2 separate regions of the Gasterosteus aculeatus genome follow, and region 1 is linked to region 2. A link is a contact called in public Hi-C data. All regions are on one chromosome and are shown on one strand. Each heading gives the region's core, a stretch centred on a gene start, on an enhancer-like site or on the middle of the called end of the contact. The rest is flanking DNA. Distances are from core to core; before and after follow the strand shown. Region 1 holds the start of LOC120811897. Region 2 has its middle 17 kb from the start of pex2.

Region 1 (4,297 bases), core at 434-2,933, 58 kb before region 2:
GAAGTAGCGTGTGTTGACAGTATTTGTTCAGCTGTGATAATGTTAGGACATTTAGCTCTGCAGAGGAAAACTTCTCTCACTTTCACTTACAGTACATTCGAGTGGGAGCAAGCAGCCTCACTCCACCGCTACCACTGTCCATACAGTAATGGAATGAAGTGTGCACGAGTGCATGCAGAGCTGTGCGCGTGACTTTGTGTGTGCGAGTTTGTGTGTGTGTGTGTGTGTGTGTGTGTATGAGAGAGAGAGAAAGACAGAGCGCTTGTAATAGATCAGAGAAAGAACAGTTTGGGTGCGTAAAGCAGCACCAGATGTGCAGCAGAAACCAGATCCCTGGACAGAACGTAATGGTCCATCCGTTGACTTAATCAAATCCAAACATGACGGACACAACCTCACACACACACACACACACACACACGCGCAAACAGACACGAAGCATACTGTAGCTAACTGCACACACGCATGAACAAAGGAAGAATTGACCAATCCCTCATATTTGTTGCACCTGTGAAATTTTTCCCATCCTGCAGGATGACAGCTGAATTAATGTGCACTCCACGGCAGAGTGAATAAAAAGAGGGCAACAACATTTTCTAAAACCTTTAATGAGGATACAAAACCTTTGTTGTCATATAGCGTGAGCTATAGAACGGGTATTCTTTTAAATGTAAATCCCATATTGTGCTGTTGTAACAAAAAGCCTCACCCAACACAATCACGACCACTGCAATTCTAAAGATAATACGCAACGCGTCAGTGAAGAGAACTGACCCTTGCATGTGGCTTCCCTTTTATTGGATTTTTACAAAAGAGAAGTCCTTGTTTTCCACAGATGACTCACTGAAACGAATCTTTGCAACCTGGCTAATGAACACAAACCACGGAGCTCTACACTGTATGCGTTTGGTGTTTCACAAAAAGGCGCCGCGCTGCCCAACAAGCAGCATACAATGGGATCATTTTGGGAGTTTTCATGCAGACTGATCTAATTTTGGCAGAACAATTCAAATATATGTCAAGTCTGTCTCCGTCAAAAGAGTGTGTTTTTAATAAGGCTCTAAATATCAGAACATCCCATTAACCATTATCTAAAACCTTGTTATCAGCACCATTGTAGAAAGAGACAATGCCTGTCACAGTGAATATTACATTTGAAAATTGAATATTTAAATGAATCCCTCACCTATACAACCCTTCTTATCAGCCCCATTGTGGGAAAAGACAATGCATTACATTAAAGTGAATATTATATTTTATGTCCTATGCTGTAGAAATTGGGGATTTTCAGCTCAACCGTTTCTTCCCGAACGTTTTCCGCTTTGTGTAACAAAGCGCTTTCCTGACCTTGTGAGCGAACAAACTCGCTAATAACGCATCGCCGCCGACGACACGCGGCCAACAACGGGGGGGAGTCGGATGCGGCCGCCTCAAGTGTCAAGTCTTTGCAAGAATTTCGAGCTTAGTATTGGAACGAAAACCTTGAGGACAAAAAAACAAATCAAAAACCCAATTACCTTCTTTTCAGTGGTGTGTGACGCACGTGTATCAGCTCCTGCTGCACGTGCTCCTTCTCTTTGTTGGAGCGGTGCAACTGGTCTTGGATCTGCACTCTCTGCTGCTCTTTCCGTGTCCGGGGCCGGTGTTGTTTCACGGGTGTCGTTCCACAAGCACTCGGTGGTTTGCAGCTGAGGAGGAGAACTTTTTACAGCAAGAGGAAAGTGGAACTTTGGGACGTTCGCGTCCACTCGGTCTCCATGGCAGTGAAACGGAAACACGTCGAGGCTTTGTGCCGTGCGGGGGGAACCCTACGGTTACTGCTTTGACTCGGGACCAATAAAACCGCTTGACTGCACATCGTGAAAGGCAAGGGACGCGAACGGGAGACAAGTGCACTATTCTGTGTGCGCACGCCCCCTGAGAGGACACCCGTTTCAAAATGGCCGCCGGTGGAGGCCGTTTAACAACAATCCTTAAACAGTTGTGTTGAGTCTATTTTCACGGTGCATCTCGCAGCTCCTCGCACGAGAAAATTAAATTTGGACTCCGATACAAAACACACACTTTGGACGAGTAGGAGAAGAGGAAAGACGGACTCAGCGCTGTGACCCAAAGTGTGCAAAGTGAGCGCCGGCACGCGTGAATTCGATCCGCCGCCACCTCCAGAAGACTCACGATGCCAGTGAGGTAAAAGGATAAATTGGGATATTATTGAAAAGTAAAGGGCACAAAGTCGGGATCCAAGTACGTCTTTCAAGTGTTTCCCCGAGTCGAGCAACTAACACGCTTTCATGGTTGAATGTACTTTGTTTAGTTGGCTGCCGGGCAGCCGGTGTCCGCTAAAACACTAGTAACAGATGAATGACTCGTTTCGGTCAAGGACACAGTTAATGGGTTACTCTAGGCCTAAAACATGGCTGCCGCGGTCTACACTGATACACCTAGAGGGGCAGGAGGAGAGAGAGATGAATACAGAGAGAGGGAGAGAATGATAAGAAAGAGAGGGAGCGGACAATGAGAGAAACCCAAAGGCCGTTCCATTCATCATCCGTATGACTGTTTAATGTTCCCATACATTACGATTGGTTCACATTGGGGGGAGGGCGAGACCGGACAAGGCGGAGGAGCGAGGGAGAAGGAGCGCAATCAAGGAAGAATTATCTGAAAAATAAATAAATTAAAAAAATAATGAACGGACAAAAGAAAAAAAACACAAAACAACTCTTCACCCCTCCTCCCCCTCTTGGCTAAAGGATATTCACACTAACATGGTTCTTTATTGTACAAAGAGCCAACTCTCTGCGGGGCTAAGATGGTGGCGATGAGTTATTAAATATGGAGAGAGGGCGAGAGAGGGAAGGCGGAGGAGGAGGGGAAGAAGGGACAGATGATTAACTGTGAAGGAAGTAAAAAATGAGGAGAATTCCCAGATGTACCTGACTGGATTTGATTTAGAGAAGGTTCCTTATTTAAGAGGAGCTCCCGTCCTGTGTGTCTGTGAGACAGAGAGACGGTGTGTGTGTGTGTGTGTGTGTGTGTGTGTTACCTACTTTGCTCTGCTTTCATTGAGCAGTGCATTGTCAATGACCAGCTGTTGCTTTTGTTTCTCCGTCATTGCCAAGGTTCCCGTCACAGAGTCCCGTGTGGCTCGCAAACCAACCACATCCTGGTCCAGGTGGCTCCCATGCTCATCTCGCGCTTTCATCTAACACACACACACACACGCACACGCACACAAAAAGTCAGCACTGTATGTGCACATACAATACATATCCCACAACTACAGTGTGTTTTACCTTCGTTGGAACAATGCAGGTAAAACACACAAAGTTGATATCTTTGTTCATGCAATTAACAATATGTTGTACGTGGATATTATCAATTATTCATTTATTGTTAAGTATTAACATTAGGAGCTGGTTCACGGATCCTTATGGTTGACCCCCCGACACATAGCTTGACCTCACATTAAGGTACCTACTACTAACCAATGGATAAGTAAAAGTTTCATGTGATCACAGTAGGAAGTCTGTCTAACAATGTTGATGGCAGACAAAATAAAGAAACATTCATCATGTTTTGTGAGAGGTCCATTAGTCTCCGATCTTGTTGTTTGTTGGTCAGTTTCACAAGCCAACATAAATATCCAACTACAAAGGTTGGAGCATTATTATTCTCATCATCAACCCCCGAACATTGAAATTTTAAACTCATCACTTACGGCATCATCATTTCCCACTAAGAGAATAAAACACGTGCACGTCACTGGCTTGAAAACTACAAACAACTTTTGCTGCGCATTACTTTTCATGCATTAGCGTCGGAGCTGTTGTGGGTAAAAAAAAAAGAGACGCGGTGGTTGAACTCCTCACCCCGTGCGTGGTTGTCAGTGTGTGTGGGCCTGTGGGTCAGAACCCCGAGTCATATCAAAGCCCCTATTCATTAGCACCGTGCTGAAAGAGCCCTGTGTTACATTAGTGAGGAGGCTCCATAGACACCCAATACACACACACACACACACACACGCACATGCAATGTTCATTTACGGATTGTGACGACACACAATGTGGATCTGAACCACACTATGCAGTATATACATCATCATGCGGCCTATTGTGGCGGCGAGCTAAAGCTGCTCTTTAATGCAGTTAACTCATCTACAGCGCGGCTAATGGATGGTTACAATTATAAGCAATGGGGCGACACTGAATTAGAATGAAGCTTTCATCTGGATATTGCCCAAATTTTTGTGCGACCGTTGGGAAATTAAATAAGTTCCACAAAACTGAGACAATAA
Region 2 (4,298 bases), core at 1,702-4,201:
TCCGCAGATAGAGTTTGAACATAACAGAAAAAGAGAGGCCTGTTTGAAATTCTAGCAAGCCTTGTCTTGTAAATGCTTGCAAATGAGTGGGGAGGACGTCTTATAGCTCATACGAGTGTGCGTGCGCGCTGCAAACAAGCAAGCATCTGACGCGCTGTTGTGTGAAATTTAAAGCTTTTGCGTGCGTGTGTTAGCCGGTGCTACCTCGGATGCCGGAATAATAATGAAAGCAAGCTTCTCCCCCATCATTCAAGGGGGGGGTGTGTGTAGTACTACACGAGTGTGTGTGTGTGTGAGTGTGTGTGTGTGGGAGAAGAGGAGGAGGAGAGATTGCTGGTAATGGAATCATTTCTCACCTCTTCTAATAGAGGTTGCTGGCGTTAAAGAAAAAAGAATACTAGCACTGTTCAGGCAGAAAATGGGAGTAATTCCTTTGTTTTAACTAGTTCACAGTTAGATGTGGCTGATTTTCTGAGCATGTGGAGTCATTTGCCTTTTAAAACTAGTAACATTTTGCTACTAATCCGCGGGTGTGTGTGTGTGCGGGGGAAATGACAGCTGAAAGGAAGGCTGCTGCAGCTGTTGCCTTCAAAACCATAATTCATTGTTGGGAATGCTACAATCTAGATTACATCTCCTGCAGCTTAAAAGTGTATTTCCCCCATAAATAGCAATGTACAGCTCAAGAAAATTAATTCTGCTTCAGCATAAACAACAACACGCTTGTCCTCCCACCCATGCGCATGTATGTGTGTAAACATGTATTGGTCCGTATGGCATAAACAATCCCCTACTCCTGTCAGGAACACAGAGTGATCCATCAGTTTCTCCACAGAAAACCAATTTCACTGGAGATGTTCAGTTTTTTTCACAGACACACACCACCTATCCTGGCAGAGAGAGAGAGAGAGAGAGAGAGAAATGGGGAATAGAGAAAAAAGGACAGGACACATACACAGAATAGGGGAAGATAAAGACAGAAGCAAAAGAATGGTGAGGAAATTGAACAGAGAAGGGAAGGAAACGTAAGGCAAAATTGAAAAGGAAGGGTGGGGGGGGGGGGGGGGGGGGGGGGGATGAAATAAAATAGAAAAAAGACCCACGGTGCAGTGTTTGATAGGACACACTGTTATTTGCTGTCTCATCACTTCAATGCGGTGCGTACAAAAAAAACCTTGCTCCGTTGCCCTGTGTGCGCTAGGAGTTGACGCATAGTGCCTGACAAACAGCCTTTATGTAAACTCCTTTTTTTCTTCTTGGGCTTTTGCCCATTAAAGTGTGGAATTAGGAGCGAGGAGCAAGGCATGCTGTGGCGGCCCAGTTATGGCATGTTGAAGCGGGCGGATGACAACATAATTACAGAGTCATCTCGTAACACGTGATTAAACAAACAATGCACGTCGTTTCTAGCATCTTTTTGTCCTCATGCATGTGTGCGCGCCGAGTAGCCGTGTTGCATGTGTTCATGCCCACGGACGGGGAAAAAGGAAGTGACTTCGTGCAATCCTTGTGAACATACGTGGGCGCGCAGAGACGTAGACAGACGGGAATATTTGATGCAGACAAACAGGCAACGGACAGCAAGATAATGTATATTTGTGGTAATGGGCTTAAGTTAAAACAAGACGGGAAAGGCCTTTGTTTTGGAGCAGCTGAATTGCTACTAATGACTAGAGGAGCTCCAACTGCAATCTCAGCCTATTATAACTTAGAGATGGCTCTTCTGTGTTTTTAAAGATGAATGCAAATTAAAAAGCATTAAGCCACATTCATTTGCGGTCTTTGGCATGTAGGCCACTTTTCGGTCCGAGGGCCACTTATGGCTGCCTTATTTCTTCCAATGACCTTGAAATCAAAGACGGCGCAAGTTTTAATGATTAAGAGGGCTCTTAAAGACTCAAAACGGAAAAGCAATACAGCGCCTCATTAAAATTTTCATTTAAACATTAAAAAAGCTTTTCGTTACAAATGTTCCTGCCAGGATGCTGAGTTGATACACAAAGAGGGCCGCGAGAATGAATGCATCCCTTCTTCCCTTCATCAGTGCTTCCCTAACTTACAAGGCATACTTATTTGGCTGCTTTTATCATGTTCTTTGTGAGACTCTGGCTTGTGTGTGTGTGTGTGTGTGTGTGTGTGTGATAAACGACGGGTTGTGGAGCACTGTGATTTGGTGCAGGGCCTGTGAATGACCTGGGGAATGCGGCGTGTCACTTTATATTTAGCTTCTATTTCCTCACCGCCTGCTCTTCCGCTGCACATGGTATGATTTCAGTTCGAAAGTGTGTGTATGCGTACGTTAACAAAGAGTGAGATGTATCCCATCACCCCCTAAAATTTCTTCATTCCCTCCTCCATTGCTCCCTTATTTCCCCAACGACTCGGCGTGCCTTGTAAAAACCTCGGCCCGGCTGCTCAGCGCCCTTTAAAATGTAAAGCAATATTACGAAGCTTGACACTTTGATCTCTGTTACTATGGAATTGTTTCAAGGGTCCAGCAAATGTAAAGAAAAGCGTGACCGTCCATTTGAATGATTGCGTGCCAGGATATTCACCTTACCTGCCGCTTTCACAGGGGAAAAAAAAATGTAAGAACGGGATGAGAGAACCGCAATATCGATTGTTTGTTAGAGACATGCCAAAAACAAGAGAAAATGTATTTTTCAGTTTTTTTTGGCATGTGGATCTAAAACCCCTGTAACTTCAACCTCTCATTTGTTTAGTTATTTACAGCCCTGACAACAAAAAGCCTCGAACGGTTCTGCAAACTACACAGCACCCTTTGTGTCACAGGCAAAACAGGAAATCAGGCTTTTGTCCGCTCCAGATGGCATCAAAAAACACCTTGTTTCATCTGTCTTAAGCAATCCCATCTTGACGCCTTCACACGTCCCCATGTGGGGCTGTGCCGCTCCTCAGAACAGATTGGGAAACAGCACAAACGATCTGCCGGGGAAGTCCCAGCGGGCTGCCATAACATGCTCGTTTGCCGACGCACCTCTGTTGCACGGAGCCCGTGTTTGATTTCTCTCAGGTCGCCCCTCCTTTTCTCTCTCTCTCTTCCTGCTCTCACTCTCACTTCACTTATATCACTTGCTCATTTTGCTTTCTGTGTCACCTGCTTGCTTTCTTTCTTTCCCTTTCTGTGTGTCCGTGACACTTGTTCTCCATCAGCCTGTTGGCCTGTCTGTCTCCGACTTCTTTTTCTTTTTGTTTTCCCTCCTGGGCCTGCCTTTCCTTCTCCACAACACCTCCTCCGCCTTCTTTTTCACTTTAAAAAACGTGTTAGTTGGCTGTGTGTCTCGTAGAAATGCCGGCAGTGACTGTGTCCTTTATCAACGACGCACTGACGACAGAGGTGTACTCCTGCTTCCATCCTTCGTACCTCAACAAGTAGACATTGCAGCAACAAACCCTAAAAGCAAGCCAAAAGAATTGATATAAGGAAAAAAAAAGATTAGATTGCCGTTGTGTATGTATTGCCTTTGTTGTAAATCCACAGTTCATTTTTACCTCCCATCTAAAAGGATGCTTCACTACTACCGTTGTGCCTTTTGTTGCCTATTCCTGTGTCCTCTTCCCCACTAATGCGGTGCAGCCAACCTCACAAACATTTTTTATATCTTCATTTAATAAAAAAACACAACTAATTTCCTCCAGTTTTGCAGAATCAGTCGGATTAGTCAAAAAGTTGCATTACACCTGTTAACAGAAAAACAACAGGTTCTGCTTTGGATGCATATACCCCCCTAAAAGAGCCAGCAATAAATAATAAGATTTCATGTTGAGTATCTGTGCACGGGGGACGATGGTTCCCTGATTTCTCAGGTGTAGCGCTTCGGTGGATGAATCGCAGGTGCATGAGGTATTGTGGGGCTGGATGGAACACAGGTGCTGGAGTCTATTTCCGGTCTGTGCCGTTAATCACCAACCTGAAGCTGAAATATGGCTTGTGTTTTAGTTCCCTTGATGGCATAAACCCAGGTTGGGAAATAGTAATAACAATAAGGACAAGATAAAATCAAGAGACGTGTTTCAAAATGTCCTCTGCGTTATCAACAAATATGGACTCAAAGTCTGGAAGATAATAGAAACTAAAAAGGATCTGATGCTATTAACTGAAAAGATGATAAACATAAACAACGCACAACATAGACTATGAGTGTGTGCGTGTGTGTCACACACACACACACGCACGCCATGTCTTCCTCATCTTCTGGTTTGTTTTATTTCTGTTATTGCCCCTAGAAGAGTCAGAATGTGACAAAGGTTTGTATCAGAAACAGACTGGGCATCGG

The links. Hi-C and Micro-C count contacts between places; a contact is called where the count stands out from the background.
Region 1: a contact with region 2 is called in a Hi-C map of skeletal muscle, with 1.8 times the contacts expected there. The contact joins the promoter of LOC120811897 here to the enhancer-like site in region 2. A contact is called at or near these places in 2 of 6 Hi-C or Micro-C datasets (both in skeletal muscle).

The regions. Positions count from the first base shown.
Region 1 is chr21:12,535,410-12,539,706 of fGasAcu3.hap1.1, reverse strand. It overlaps LOC120811897, which reads right to left and starts at 1,683. Exons shown (of 18, transcript XM_078095805.1): 1 at 1,518-1,683. LOC144389991 (a long non-coding RNA gene) reads right to left here. Exons shown (of 8, transcript XR_013454037.1): 8 at 3,068-3,205.
Region 2 is chr21:12,478,789-12,483,086 of fGasAcu3.hap1.1, reverse strand. No RefSeq gene overlaps it. Among protein-coding and RNA genes, the nearest start is that of pex2, 17 kb to the left of the region's middle. Within about 2 kb of position 2,951, at least 3 of the 9 cell types and tissues checked have open chromatin away from gene starts, as enhancers often do.